Regions from separate parts of the Mus musculus genome. Here region 2 is linked to region 1. A link is a contact called in public HiChIP or PLAC-seq data. All regions are on one chromosome and are shown on one strand. Each heading gives the region's core, a stretch centred on a gene start, on an enhancer-like site or on the middle of the called end of the contact. The rest is flanking DNA. Distances are from core to core; before and after follow the strand shown.

Region 1 (7,065 bases), core at 2,707-5,206:
GGAGGAAATAGAGAAAGGACCCAAGGAGCTGAAAGGGGTTTGCATCCACATAGGAGAAACAACAATATGAACGAACTAGAGTTCCAGAGTCCCCAGAGCTCCCAGGGAATAAACAACCAACCAAAGAGTACACATGGAGGGACCCTTGGCTCCAGCCACATATTTAGCAGAGGATGGCCTTGTTGGACATCAATGGCAGGAGAGACCCTTCATCCTGTGAAGGCTCTATGCCTCAGTGAAGGGGAATGCCAGGACAAGGAATCAGAAGTACATGGGTAAGGGAGCAGGGAGAGGAGGAGGGGACAGGAGACTGGGGTGGGGGGGTTGGAGTGGAAACCAGGAAAGGGGGTAACATTTGAAATGTAAATAAAGAAAACATATAATAAAAGAAATGTTTAAAGCTAAAAACAAAACAAAACAAAACTAAGCTTTCAACAAAAACAAAAACAAACAAAAACCATTTTTTCCCAAAGATCTTATGATGACCAATTATGGCTTAAAAATGGTCATTTTAAGAAAGACCATTATTCAGTGTACAAATGGTAACATATGAACTTGATCCTATTATGGTTAAACTATAATTGAGATTCAGTTCTCTTTTACAGTGTATTGAAAGCATTGGCTTATCCCTGTAGTTAATCATGCTAATATGCAGCGGTAACCGGATAACTTTATGGAAGGCGACAAACACAAAAAGTATCAGAGATATCAGACATTTATCCTAGCTTTTATTGAAGACAGGATAGAAATATGCCTAGGAGTGTTAGTGTGTATTATTTGTATTTCAGATGTAGCCTTTCATGTTTTCATTGAAGTAAAAACTTTTTGTTAAGGAAAAAAACATGTTTTCTTAAGGCAAATGAGGTAGAGAGGAAAGAATCGACAAATGGGAGCTCATAAAATTGCAAAGCTTCTGTAGGGCAAAAGATACTGTCAATAAGACAAAAAGGCCACCAACAGATTGGGAAAGAATTTTTACCAATCCTAAATCTGATAGGGGACTAATATCCAATATATATGAAGAGCTCAAGAAGCTGAACTCCAGAAATTCAAATAACCCCATTAAAAAATGGAGTACAGAGCTAAACAAAGAATTCTCAACTGAGGAATACCGAAGGGCTGAGAAGCACTTGAAAAAAATGTTCAACATCCTTAATCATCAGGGAAATGCAAATCAAAACAACCCTGAGATTCCACCTCACACCAGTCAGAATGGCTAAGATCAAAAATTCAGGTGACAGCAGATGCTGGAGAGGATGTGGAGAAAGAGGAACACTCCTCCATTGCTTGTGGGATTGCAAGCTTGTACAACCACTCTGGAAATCAGTCTGGCGGTTCCTCAGAAAACTGGACATAGTACTACTGCCAGTAGATCCAGCAATACCTCTCCTGGACATATACCTAGAAGATGTTCCAACTGGTAATAAGGACAAATGCTCCACTACGTTCATAGCAGCCCTATTTATAATAGCCCAAAGCTGGAAAGAACCCAGATGTCCCTCAACAGAGGAATGGTTACAGAAAATGTGGTACGTTTACACAATGAAGTACTACTCAGCTATTAAAAACAATGAAATTATGAAATTCTTAGGCAAATGGATATATCTGGAGGATATCATCCTGAGTGAAGTAACCCAATCACAAAAGAAGTCACTTGATATGCACTCACTGATAAGTGGATATTAGCCCAGAAACCTAGAATACCCAAGATACAACTTCCAAAACACAAGAAAATCAAGAAGAAGGAAGACCAACTCGTGGATACTTCATTCTTCCCTAAAATAGGGAACAAAATACCCATGGAAGGAGTTGCAGAGACTAGGTTTAGAGCTAAGACAAAAGGATGGACCATCCAGAGACTGCCCCACCCGGGGGTCCATCCCATAATCAGCCACCAAACGCAGACACTATTGCATATACCAGCAAGATTTTGCTGAAAGTACCCTGATATAGCTGTCTCCTGTGAGGCTTTGCCAGTACTTGGCAAATACAGAAGTAGATGCTCACAGTCATCTATAGGATGGAACACACGGCCCCCAATGTAGGAGCTAGAGAAAGTGCCCAAGAGCTGACGGGGTCTGAAACCCTATAGATGGAACAACAATATGAACTAATCAGTACCCCCAGAACTCATGTCTCTAGCTGCATATGTAGCAGAAGATGGCCTAATTGGCCATCATTGGGAAGAGAGGACCCTTGGTCTAGCAAACTTTATATGCCCCAGTACAGGGGAAAGCCAGGGCCAAGAAGTGGGAGTGGGTGGGTAGGGGAGTGGAAGGGAAGGGTCTGGAGGACTTTTGGGATAGCATTTGAAATGTAAATGAAGAAAATATTAAATAAAAAACAAAAAATTAAAATAAAAAAGAAATATGATGTAGAGAGTTATAAGTAAAGTATATTTTTGGTAAAGAACATTAAAGTTAAAAGGTAACGAGTTCAGATGAGAATGGGTTTTACATAGTTGTTTTGACCTAAGTAAAAGATTTTTCCAGAAGGGATATAGAAATCAAAACCGAAAAACAAAAATAACCAGAACCCTAACCTAACCCACATTGCACAAGGTTAAGTTACAAAGAGGTTTATAAAATTATATAACTCAAAGATTCTGTATGCACATGATTAAGTTGATGATAATTAATGCTAATTAAAAATTCTAAGTGTCAGGCTTTTGATGGGTACTCATTTCATGAGTCAGTCTGCCCAGATGTTGGGAGGAGCTGCAAAAGGATACAGTGGCCCCTCAGATACTCCGAGGTTTACTAGTGGAGACATAACAGAGACAGTCCAAAATGCCCCAGGGAAGTAATCCCAGGCAAAAGAACAAGCCAGAGTGATAGCCTAAACCATGGGAAATAATATATTGTACCAGGCTAATAAAGTACCTGCTACTTCAGAGAAATCTCAGGCAGAGGTTTCTAAAGGGCAATGCTTGCCAGAGCTGTGGGAAACCAAGACACTGGGAAAAAAACTGCACTCAACAGACTTCTAAGAAAATATGGCTTTCTCTACTCTGCAAAAGAGGGTGTTGTCCCGTCTGCATGGAGGACAGTACTTCAGACACAATGATGGATATATTTAAGGTCTGAAGTGGTCCCAGGTTTCCTTCTGAAAGCTGGACTCCAGTGCCAATAACCATTGAGGTGCCTTGGATAACTTTTGATGTCACAGGACAATTGTTAACGGGGTGCCACTCAATGCTTTACTTGATAAGCTAGGATCCCTTACTAAAACACTGTTAGAAATGCCCCAAGGCTGAAGAAGTTCTTGTTGCCAGTTTCACCTTGCACTGTGCAAACCCTAAGAACAAGGCCTAGCAGTGGGAGTCGTCACCTAAATGTTAGGGGCTGTTTCTAACACTGATAGCTAGCTTTTCTCTCTACTCTCTAATATGCAAGTAATTAGGATTTACAAGCTATAACAGCTATATTGTATAACCTGCAGAGGAAACAACAAAAATGGCTTTGCTAATTATCCCCAAATAAAGAATAAATACATCTTATACAGGAATTGGAGAAAATGGGCACAGTAATATATAAGGTGACTGAAAATGCCCGATGGACTCAGGGGAACATAAAATTCTATTGCCTAAACAACAACAACAACAAAAAAACCCAATTATTAAGAGACCGCACGACTCATTCAGACACCAACTATCTTACCTACTTGTGGCTTTTGTAAAAATAAATAAATAAATAGGACTATAGAGTCTACAACTCAAACAAACAAACAAAAACAAAAAGAAAAAGCCTGTCTGCTCTATCTGGATAATTTACTCTTGAGGCAAAATTAATCCACTACTTTTCTTCAAGGTAGTATAAAGGACAGACAAACACCTTCTGGGAAAGAAAACTGAAAGTTCAGTTTTACTCAAATGGCTCCCTGTCAAGGACAGTAACCTCTTCTGCTGTTTCCTGGATACATTCTCAGAATGGATAGGGGCCTCAGCTTCCAAGTAGGTAGAGGCCTCCCCCACCCAGAGTGAAAGCACCCATCTGCTTAGTTTCTAGAATAGAATCTGCCCTTAGGAGTCCCCACGGCTTTCAGAACACCTTGAAGACAGAGCCGCTCACACCTGTTTTAACAGGTAACCTTGCCTGTCCTCAGTTAACGGACTGTCTCTGTTAGGCTGGCCAGAGGACATGTCCATGGGGACATTTTTCTAAATGTTCATTTTCCTAGGAGGTTGAGCCCACCTTAGGCATTGCTATTCAGGTGGGCAGGTGGGCAGGTGGGCCTGAGCTCTGTAAGAATGGTAGCTGAGGGCCAAGGGAAGCAAACCAGTCAACAAGAGTTCCTGAGTGGTCTCTGCTTCAGTTCTTGCTTCCAAGTCCCGCCTTTGGTTTCCTGGACTCCCTGTCCCCATAGTTCAAAACCCTGATTTGGTCTCCTGAGCTTGAAGTAGCTCTGACCTTCAAGAGGCTCAGCTTTGACCTGTCTGAGCCAACTGTGGCTCTTATTGTTCTGCTACCTCAAAACTGGCTCAGCAACAGGACCTTGGAAAAGTCTAGTTAATGAAGTAGGAGGAGTAGAACTCCTGCGGGACTCTAGGAGGGAATGGTGTTTTGTTTTTTGACAATGCGAAGCCCCTGAATTAATCTCAGAGCCTTCGGAGTGAATGGGGTTGTGTATGGAGACAGAACCCCTGAGAATGACAGAAGATCAGATCTGCAGTTGAGATTCGGCCTTACACAGTTGTGGGTGCCAGGCCTCTGTTGGCTCTAGGTCAGCTAAGCCATGGCCAGGAAATAAACCTGGACATGGGGCGAGAATGAGGGCTGTCTATAAAGAGCAAGACGGACCCCATGTCTTTTTATTAATGACCTTCAGAGCAAAGCTGGGACTGTTCCACAGTGGTTGCTGGACTGGGTGCATTAGAGTTGCAGACTCGCCTGTCTGGGACTCTGTATAGCTGAAGGAAACTGGGAGGTTGGGGTGAAGCCATCAATCTTGACAGTAGTCACTGATCTTTGCCAGCTCAAGTTTTTGGCCCCTGGGTATTCTGTATGAGGGATCACAGTGCCATTTACTGACCTTATGAGTAAGAAATGAACATCTGCTCCTTCACATTTGCCAGCCTAATCAGTTGTGAATTTTTCTGGTGGCCAGCTCCCACGTAGAACCCTGCAGGGAGGAATTCTGGGACAGCTCTCCTGCTTAGTTACACTGTAGCAATACAAAGCCTCCGTGTAGCCTGCCACTGTCTTAGGTGAAACTGTTTACCTTAGCAGTTAAAAGTCCACAGGAGGCTCTCCATGTGCGTCAGTTAGGAAGGTCTTAATTGCACATTTGACATGCCTAACTGGGGCAAGGTCTGCATCACAGTGCTTAGCCACCAGAGCTAAAAATAGAGCATTGAATGAAAGCGCTAGTTAAGCAAAGTCAGCTACCTTCATAACCACTTGCCAACCTGCCCTCCGCCCTGTGGCACACAATTAGCCTAAAGAAATCTTCTACTAATCTTATATATTAAGAAGCAACAGGGATTAAAAGAAAAAGTACTCTTTTAGCATCCGCATTCAAGATGTTCTTGTATCTGTTTAGTCTTTGGTGCTCAATGTTAGAATGTAGTTTTCTTTCATTTGAGGATCAAAAGGCTCCAGCCACTCTGAAAGCAATGGATGGCATTCCATGTAATTTTTACATTTCTTTAATCACCTTGTTTAAAGTGCCTTCTACACTACATAAACATGTCTTTCTCAAGTGCCTCTTTCAAACGCAATTTAAGTTTGATTAATAGATCAGCATCCTCCTTTTATTTCTCTGATCAATGTTTATAAAAAGGAACTCCTCTTTTTTTTTTTTTTCTGGAACCTGGAAAGCAGAGTGTATGCCAGTGCGTTCTCTGACATTCCAGTGACTGTGAGCGGAGGAGCTCGCCCAGACCGGTCTGAGCCCTTTCCAGAGGTTTTTAAAGATCTCCATGAGCTTCTTGGGGAGGCAGGGAATTGAGGAGATTATCTGCTAGCAGACAGCAGGCCCTGGTGACTGCCCCAGGGACATGCTCTGTCACTCTCCATTTCTGCATCCCCTCCACCATTGGAAGAGATTCCGCAAGCACAGTTCCTTCAGGAAACGTTCCCTGTATTTACGGCAGTTGAAGGATTTTAGGCTCTTCTTCTGTGAATGGGGGGCAATCAGTCATCACACTGCCCAGCAAGGTATCCCTGTTCATCTCTTGCCGAAGCAATTTCTGCCTCACTTGTTTTATTCGTTCTTGGACACAGCTGTGACAAAGTGAAATGTGGGTGGGGTTTGAAGGCCCCGTGACCTCCCACAGCTGAGGACCATTGGAGTACTGCCCCTCCCTAAGCAAATCCTTTCTATGGCCTTGCTGGACAGGCTCTGCACAGTCCACCCCGAATCAGTGGGGTGATACTTCTCCAGCTGAGCCACCAGTCAAGCCACTCCCCTAGAGCCCTCCAACTGGGCCTTATGATTGAGACAGCTGTCCAGGTAGCAGTGGGATCTCTATGGAGCAACCAATGACTCAGCCTTCTCAGACTTAGATCTCAGTGTCTTCCACGTAGCCAAGTTTTAGCCTCCTTCGAAAAGGTCGATATTTATGATTGGCAATCCTATCAGTGTACCTTGTAGGAGTATTAGTAATTCATTTATCATAAACAAACAATCTAGGTACACACCAACCTTTGAAAATGAAAGGAGACTGTCATCTGCCCAGGGGACTGTCCTAGCTGCTTTACAGCCATTTAATGAAGGGTAGCTAATATCTCATTTTGCTAATCTCTTTTAACTTGTTTTCCTAAAGCTCAATCGCATTTACGAACGATGCTCCAGGGGAGGACCTCAGTAAAGAAGCTGAGGCCCTACTCCCCCTGCCTCATCCCCTATCCAACATTCAGTTCAGAGTTCTGTGTCCTTCCTTCACTTTGACCAGAAAATGAGGGCACTCCCTTCTGCTACTGCATTGGAACAGCCAGTTAATGAAGCACGGAACTGTAGCAAGATCCATTGTCTGTGCTTGGGGGAGTATTTGGGATAAAAAGAAGAGACCTATAACCCAGTCCTTGTCCTCCTTGCTGTGTGTCATTACCTCCATGTTAAGCA
Region 2 (7,169 bases), core at 590-3,089, 670 kb before region 1:
ATGTACAGAGCTTCGGGATGACCTACATGGTAATACATGAACTTTAAGTTCCATGTCTCTCCTAACACACGAAGCTTTTTCTCTGGTGTCTAATGGGGTCTGGGATGCTGGAAGCAGCATGCCAGCAGCTTTACTGTTCTGCCTTGGGTGGAGGTAGGCAAGGCACCCAGTTTTGAATCTGCCATGCAGTCCCCAGATGTTAGTAGAAATGGAGTTGTTATTGATGAGACTTAATTACTTAAATATTGTTGACATATATTGAGCAAAACTTTGAAGACCCAGCTCTGAAAAGTGTGAATCCTTTACTTACAAGAGAACATAAATTCATACATAGCCAGAAAGATGGAACTCAATTTGAGCATCAGAAAATCACTCGTCGTTTCCAGTGACTCGCTAGTTATTGACTCTGATGCCATTCCCAGTACTCAGTTATTCAGGTGGTAATACTGTACTACCCGGGCCCTGTCTCATCCTTTCTTATACCTATGGCCACATCACTGTCTGTTAAACTTTGTGAAACTTTGCTTTGCGGGGCGTAAATATAGAAAGACAGGATGAAACCACAGTACAAGGTACTTTTAGAATGTGTCAGAAAGAAGGGGAACGTGTCCACCGCCTAGAATCGGCAAGATTTTTCTTGTCAACTGAGAAGACCTACCGTAGTCAGTTTGTCTTTCCATGGAATGTGGTGACTAAAGATTTTTAACTCCACAATGGTGGTATGATGATAGTTAGTACTTAATGACACTTAGAGGGCTTTTCTTTTTGTGAGGTTTTAAAATTTTGATTGTGACCCCATTGAATTAAGGACAGTTATTAGCCCCAAACACCTGATTTAAAAAAAAAATGTAGGTCAATTAAACGATAAAGACAGAAAAAAACAGAATTCTTTCTACTTAAGCACTTTGGACATTACTGTTTCATTTTTCCAAGCAGATCTGTCAACTTTTAGCCCTCATTGGGTTTGCTGTAATCCTAGCATCCTGGAGACTAAGGTGGGAGGGGGTTGCCTTGAACTTTAGGGAAGCCTGGTCTATCTAATAAGTGCCAAGCTAGCCAGGGATATGTTCAAAATCTCCATCAGAGTAGTTTCTTTGCAATTTGTAATATAGTTCCAGGAATTAATGGCAGGCAGCCTGTTTGTACAGGGAGATCTTTAAATGTGATCCATACAGCCCTAACTGGATCTGTTTCCCATGTTTGGAACTGTAGCTCTATAACTCCAGCAAAGTCTCCCAGAATCATAAATCTGGCTCCTTCATTCCTTTCTCTTTTCATTCAGCATCTGACTTGTTTTAGTTCACGGGAGACCAACCAAAGGCAATGAGATTTCAAATACAGCCATAATGATTTCAATGCAACTGAATTTCCCAGTTGGAATGTAAATTCCCGATTCTAGTAGCCTCGTGGGGTGCAGTCCAAGTACAGTGCTGTTTTCCCAAAGAATACTCTTCCACATTTGGGGAGCACTTTGGAAAACAAAGCCGTCTCTTTCTGCCACCGTCTTAATGTGGCTCCAGGAGTAAGCTGGCATTATCACCCTCAGATGATGCACTTCACGTGTGCTATGGTTATTGTCGAGTGTGAAAGCCAGCCCTGTGGACTTGTTCCAGTGCCTGAGGAATTTTGTGTGTTCAATTAAAAGTCTAAAGAGAAGTGACTAATGTGCTTTGGATGGCAAAGTCTTTCTTTCCTCACACATCCGCTTGTTTGAGTGGGGGAAGAAAGGCTTGATTTCCTCCCGAGCTGTTTGAGTTTGTGCCCCACATGCCCTGCCTCTCACTTACTTTGCTTTGGTTGGTGTGGCTGAGTACTGTTTTGTCACAGAGGACTATGTATTTGACTCACCCTTACTGTCCTCAGGTCTTCCATCTTAGTAGATTGTCCCTGAGGGGGTGACCCTGTACATAGGCCTCTGTGCATAGCTGTGTTTTCTGGATTTAATATCAAGGCAAAGTGTGGGGCAAGTGAGACCTTTAGCTCTCCATTCATTACCTCTCTAACACGGTCTTAGCTCTTATTCCATACCTTTGTCAGGTATGAATAATCTGCAGGGTCTATGATTTCTTCTAGATCTGATACTAGGTTTAGGTGAAATGATAATAACAATAATAGATTTAGCTGTGTAAGTTCATTCGGGGGCGCTGACACAGAGTTCCCATGGGACTATATTATACATTGCCTTGCACCTAGTCTGTAACTTGTTACTTCTTTGCTTTCTCCTAATAAGCTGACATCTAGAACTTGACTGTTACTCCTGTCTGCATGTGGACCTGAATTCTCCTCCTGTACCTGGCCTTTAGCAGCCATGCCTTTGGTCTCTAATGTGTCTTTATCAGGGTCATCTGAAGAGACTTTCAAAAGAGCAATACTTAGTAGAATGCTGTTACCTCAGGGCTCACCAGTGAAAATCAATAAGTTAAAACAATGCTAATCCACAAGTGTCCCTCCTAATTGGGACCCTGGACTGACAAAGATGCTTCTTCTTCTCAACACCATTATTTTCTATAAAACTGTTAGTGTAGGCTATGTGGCGAAACTACCCTTTTAGGTCTGAGTGTCTTCTTTAGAGTTAACCCAGCCCAGTTCACATCTGTATGTAGAAACACATGGTCCCACAGTTAGTAAACTGCAGTTCAAGAGGAGATGAGTCCTTGTGTCTGTGGCTGGATTCTCTGAAATCTTGTTATCTCAGGAAGTCAGATGATGTTTCACAAACCACTTGGCCTTTTCTTTTCCTAACACAATTTTCTTTTCACCGTTGGACCCTGTGCTTTGCACTTCTTACCACACGTTTTAGATTTTTTTTAGCAAAGGGAAATGAGTATGTTTTGGGGATCCCCACCTGTGAAGTAGCAGTGGCACTGGGGAGTTGAGCAGAAATCCCTCCAGAGTGACAGGAGGGATAAGCAAAGCTGAGGCTTATGAAAGTGCAACAGACATTATTTGATGTTCATTGCAAATCCAGGTTGGGCTTCTTTCACCTTGTCTGAAGCTTTGAGTTTTAAGGCTATCTAGTCATTAAACTTACTTGAATTATTCCTAACTAAATTGTAGCAAATTTTTTTATTAAAGCTTTTATATTTAAAGAGCTTACATATATATTTCCATTGGCCCATGCTAAGCTAAGAAGCAAAGAACCAGTAGTCTAAGCCTGAGTACCTATGATGAAAGCTATTCTGCTCTTGAACCTGGGACTAGGTCTAAATTATAAGAAGGCCTTTTCTCTGATTGTGGAGTCCATACTTTCGATAGTGCTTAGAGGCATGCTTACCGGGTGTTTTGAGGCAGTGCTGTGAAACCAGTAATTGCTGCCTTAAGCCTGTCCCCACACAGCCATTTGTGTTGCAGTACTGAGATACTGATACACGGCCAAAAAGAAGTCCATACTCTATTTTGGTGGAATTGTAGTAATTTTCCTATGTGTTTGGAGTATGAATCAACCTCTTCATTTCAGATATCTATGATTTCCAGGGCAAAAAAAAAAAATCTCTAATTTGTAGTCCTCTTTTGTCAAGGCTATATCTAAAATCACTATAGAGCTAGATTAAAATTTTCAATTAGACTTAGAGGAGTATTTATACCAGCAGTGAGTTTCACACACTTAGAGCTGTTCTTACTAGATTTTTCTCTTGCTCTTTTTTTTTATACTGTACATATATTTTTGTTTTTGTTTAGTTGGTTGGTTGGTTGGTTGGTTTTTCAAGACAAAGATTCACTGGTTGTTCTAAAACTCACTCTGTAGAGCAGGTTGACCTCAACTTTAAACATCCTTTGGCCTCTGCCTCCCAAGTCATTTCCTGACCTAGTCTTCCCTTTTCTTTGTCAAAAATGATTTCTGTGCCTACTATTAGGAGATTGAATGACTACTAACGTTTTTCCTGTCCAAAACCTTAGCTCAGTCACTGGCATAAAAAAAAAAAGAAAAAAGAAAAAAAGCACCAATCATGAAACTTGATTGCTTTTACTTTTATAAATCTATTTATTTTAGATGTATGGATGTTTTGCCTCCTTGTGTAAGTATTTTATGTTCAAGTATGTCTGCATATTACATGTGTGCTAGTGTTCTCCGAGGCCCAAGGACAGTATTGAATTCCCTGGGACTGGAGTTCCAGAGGGTTATTATTTGCCACATGGGCGCTGGGAATCAAACCCAGGTCCTCAGGAAGAGCAGCCACTCGGCTTAGTGCTGAGCCGCCTCTCTAGTCCCATAGGATATTTACTTTTTTTAATGATTACTATACTGTAATTACATGTTTCTTTCTTTTTTTTTAATTTCAAAATAAGGGAGTGGAAGGAGGAATACATAAGGAAGTTAGTGTGTGGGACAAGTGTTCCCATGTAATCAAAACCAAGGAAGAAGACTTTTAATGGCCTGTACCTTCCATACCCTTGATGGTAGTCACTGAGAATTCAGTCCTGTGTTATTAAATGATTTATTGGTTTTGTAATTACAGTGCCAAAACCCAGTCTCTCCATGAACTGTGCTTCATTCAATTATCTCATTAAGTGTGTTCACTCTGTCCAAGAATTCAGAGTCCCATTTGCATGCTGACCCTACCAATGTTTATCTTATCCTTATCTGATAAGTCTGTATGCATGAGAAAAGTTTAAGCCTCACAGTTTTTCTACTTTGTCCAGCCTGGTGCTTCAAGGTAAATGTCCCAGCTGTTAATGTGAATATAAGAAGTACATATTTAATCTCTATGTCTTCAAACAAGAAAGTACTGTTATCATCCTACCCAACTGTACTGGCCCAGAAGGTCTCAGAAAGGTGCCCTGGCCACACCCAGAACTTGTGATCTCTTAGGATACAGGCAGTAGGCTTGCATACATTAATACCTCCACCTACCAGATCAAACACTGTACCAAATCCAAAGATGATGAAGAGGGAGTGAGGGAGCTGAGGGTGGAGGTCACTGGTGGGAGGCAGGTCACTCATGAAATGCCTGCTGTTCATACGTGATCTAGTCCTTCACAGTGTAAAAGAGGCATGAGAGGATGTGTTTGCAACCTCTACAAATTTAAGGAAAATATAAATAAGTAGCAAACAAATTGTGGGAATTTTTCATTTCTTTCTTTTTTCTTTTCTGTCAATGTTTTGGAAATGAGTGTAAATTTGCCATTCAGATGGGTCAGGCATACAGAAACATGTCTTTTCCAGGATGGTGCTGATGCCTTATGGCTTTGTGTATAACTGTGTGTTTATCCTATTTCAGCCATATTTTCCGAAGATAAAAGCACCACAGAGCCTGCTTTTAAGGTTAAAAATGCCCTATCCATTCCCAACACTCCAGAGCCAACAACAATGCAAGAACCTTTGGTTGGCAGCCAAAAGAGAAAAGCAAGGAAAACCAAGATCACACACCTTGTCAGGACTGCAGATGGCCGAGTATCACCAGCAGGAGGTACTTTGGGTAAGAAGCAAGATCTTTTAAGTCAAGGTTGTGAGAGCCAGCAAATGTCCACCATGGCTGCGCTGGCCTCCAAATGACTATAAGCCAAGTGTTGCTTCTCAATAAAGACCTGGTGTGTTTTTGAAACTTTCACCTCCACACATGCCCTATTTCATGCTCTACAGCCACAGCTGTTTCTCCAAGTGTGTGTCTGAATCTCTAGAGAGGAGAGGTAATGTTTAGGGGTACTAGCTGCTTTTCATCAGAACGCCCCCAAACAGTCTTAAGTAAATTCCAGAAGAGCCTAGACTTTCAAAGCTACTCGATGGATCTGGGTGAACTCACGCTGTTCTATTCATGTCATTACAAGCCAGATTATTAGATATTCAAAGCAATGAATTAGGGACCTAAAAATATATTCAGCGTTTTCTATAGTGCTGATTCAAGCCACTAGGGGAGCCTGAGAATATGTCTGCGTCTCTTACTTTTCTGATCTAAACAGACAGTAAAATTACCCACTTCCTTTCTTAGCTATGATCTATTCCTTGTTTATGGTGGTTTCTTTAAAATGTTCTGAAAGGCTCAAGGTTAAAGGGTACAATAATGACTCAACATGCCCTGAAGAGCTTGGGGTGTCAGGTAGGCACAGTGATCTGTGCTGTCGCCCCCTGGTGGGGGTAGCATTCCATCTGATCTGATCTGGCTTAATATCAGTCCTCAGAGAGATGAACTGCTAGCTGAGTTAGAAGTAGAGGGCCATTTATTAATTTTGCCCTTTTCTTGTGTCTTGTGGTTTTAAATGATTGTTAGAACCACAAGGCAGATTGAGACTCCTCGTTCTACTGTCATGTCAGAGGGGAGACTTTGAAGAGGTGGGGTTCTGTGAGTGGGAGGTCAGTGTGAAGACTAATGTCTCCCCAGGGATCTGGCTGCTCCACCCCTCGCTTTCTAATGTATATTCTGATCTGTGGCTTCCATTTCACTTTTCTTTATTCTTATTTCACTTGTATTTACTTATATATTAAAAAAGTGGTTGCCATAATGGCATTCTTACTCATGTATGTAATGTGATTTCATCATATTACTCTGTTTTCTCTCCTGACTGGTCCCCCTTTCCCAAGTAGTCTTTCTATTTTTCGTGTGTAACTTTCATTTTATAGATTGTTATGTCCTTGTTCATTTATATCCTCATTCATTCTCATTTGTAGGAAAAAAAGAGAAATGTTAGAAAATAACTCCCTTTTACATAGGAAAGCGCTATGCCACTTCTATGTCTTAATTATAACAGCATATCTTTTATTGGTTTTCTAAATTGAAATATTATTTAAAATTCTGTCTCTCCTACAATGTCTGCATATTAAGGAAAGTATTCTCCCTTTGTTTTTCCATAGGTGCTAGAAAATCCTTTGATTTTTGACCATGAGGTCTTTGGAACAGAGGGACAACATGGGAGCTCAGCAGGATTGATTATCTGTTGTTCAGTCCATTCTACCCCTTAGAACTACATAAGACCCAAACCCACATTCCTGTGACAGTGTTACCATCACACAACTCTCTTGGGTTTCATTTTGGTTACAACCTACCCCAACCCTGAACCGGTTCTTTGTGAATACAACATACCTTCTCCCCAGTGAGGTTTAGGGTAGAGTCTACAGTTGCCATTGGGAAAGAGACTTGTCTAATCCTTGCTACTTGAAGGTAGCAGACAGACATGGGCAGGACAAACAGCCCTCCACACTGTCGCGCACAGTGCTTCCCAGGATCCTTCTCTGA

The links. HiChIP or PLAC-seq counts read pairs in DNA pulled down with a chosen protein or histone mark.
Region 2: a contact with region 1 is called in a BATF HiChIP or PLAC-seq map of CD8 T cells, with 5 read pairs. The contact joins two enhancer-like sites. A contact is called at or near these places in 2 of 15 datasets of contacts at CTCF or cohesin (CD8 T cells and large pre-B cells), 2 of 484 Hi-C or Micro-C datasets (bone marrow-derived macrophages and cumulus cells) and 1 of 115 datasets of contacts at active chromatin or transcription factors (CD8 T cells).

What each region holds. Positions count from the first base shown.
Region 1 is chr16:49,531,777-49,538,841 of GRCm38.p6, reverse strand. No RefSeq gene overlaps it. Among named protein-coding and RNA genes, the nearest start is that of Gm31494, 110 kb to the left of the region's middle. Within about 2 kb of position 3,956, at least 38 of the 459 cell types and tissues checked have an H3K27ac peak or open chromatin away from gene starts, as enhancers often do. A contact at or near this core is called in CD8 T cells, where this site is marked.
Region 2 is chr16:50,200,626-50,207,794 of GRCm38.p6, reverse strand. It overlaps Bbx (bobby sox HMG box containing), which reads left to right. Exons shown (of 17, transcript NM_027444.3): 15 at 5,220-5,417. Among named protein-coding and RNA genes, the nearest start is that of Gm4827, 130 kb to the right of the region's middle. Within about 2 kb of position 1,839, at least 29 of the 459 cell types and tissues checked have an H3K27ac peak or open chromatin away from gene starts, as enhancers often do. A contact at or near this core is called in CD8 T cells, where this site is marked.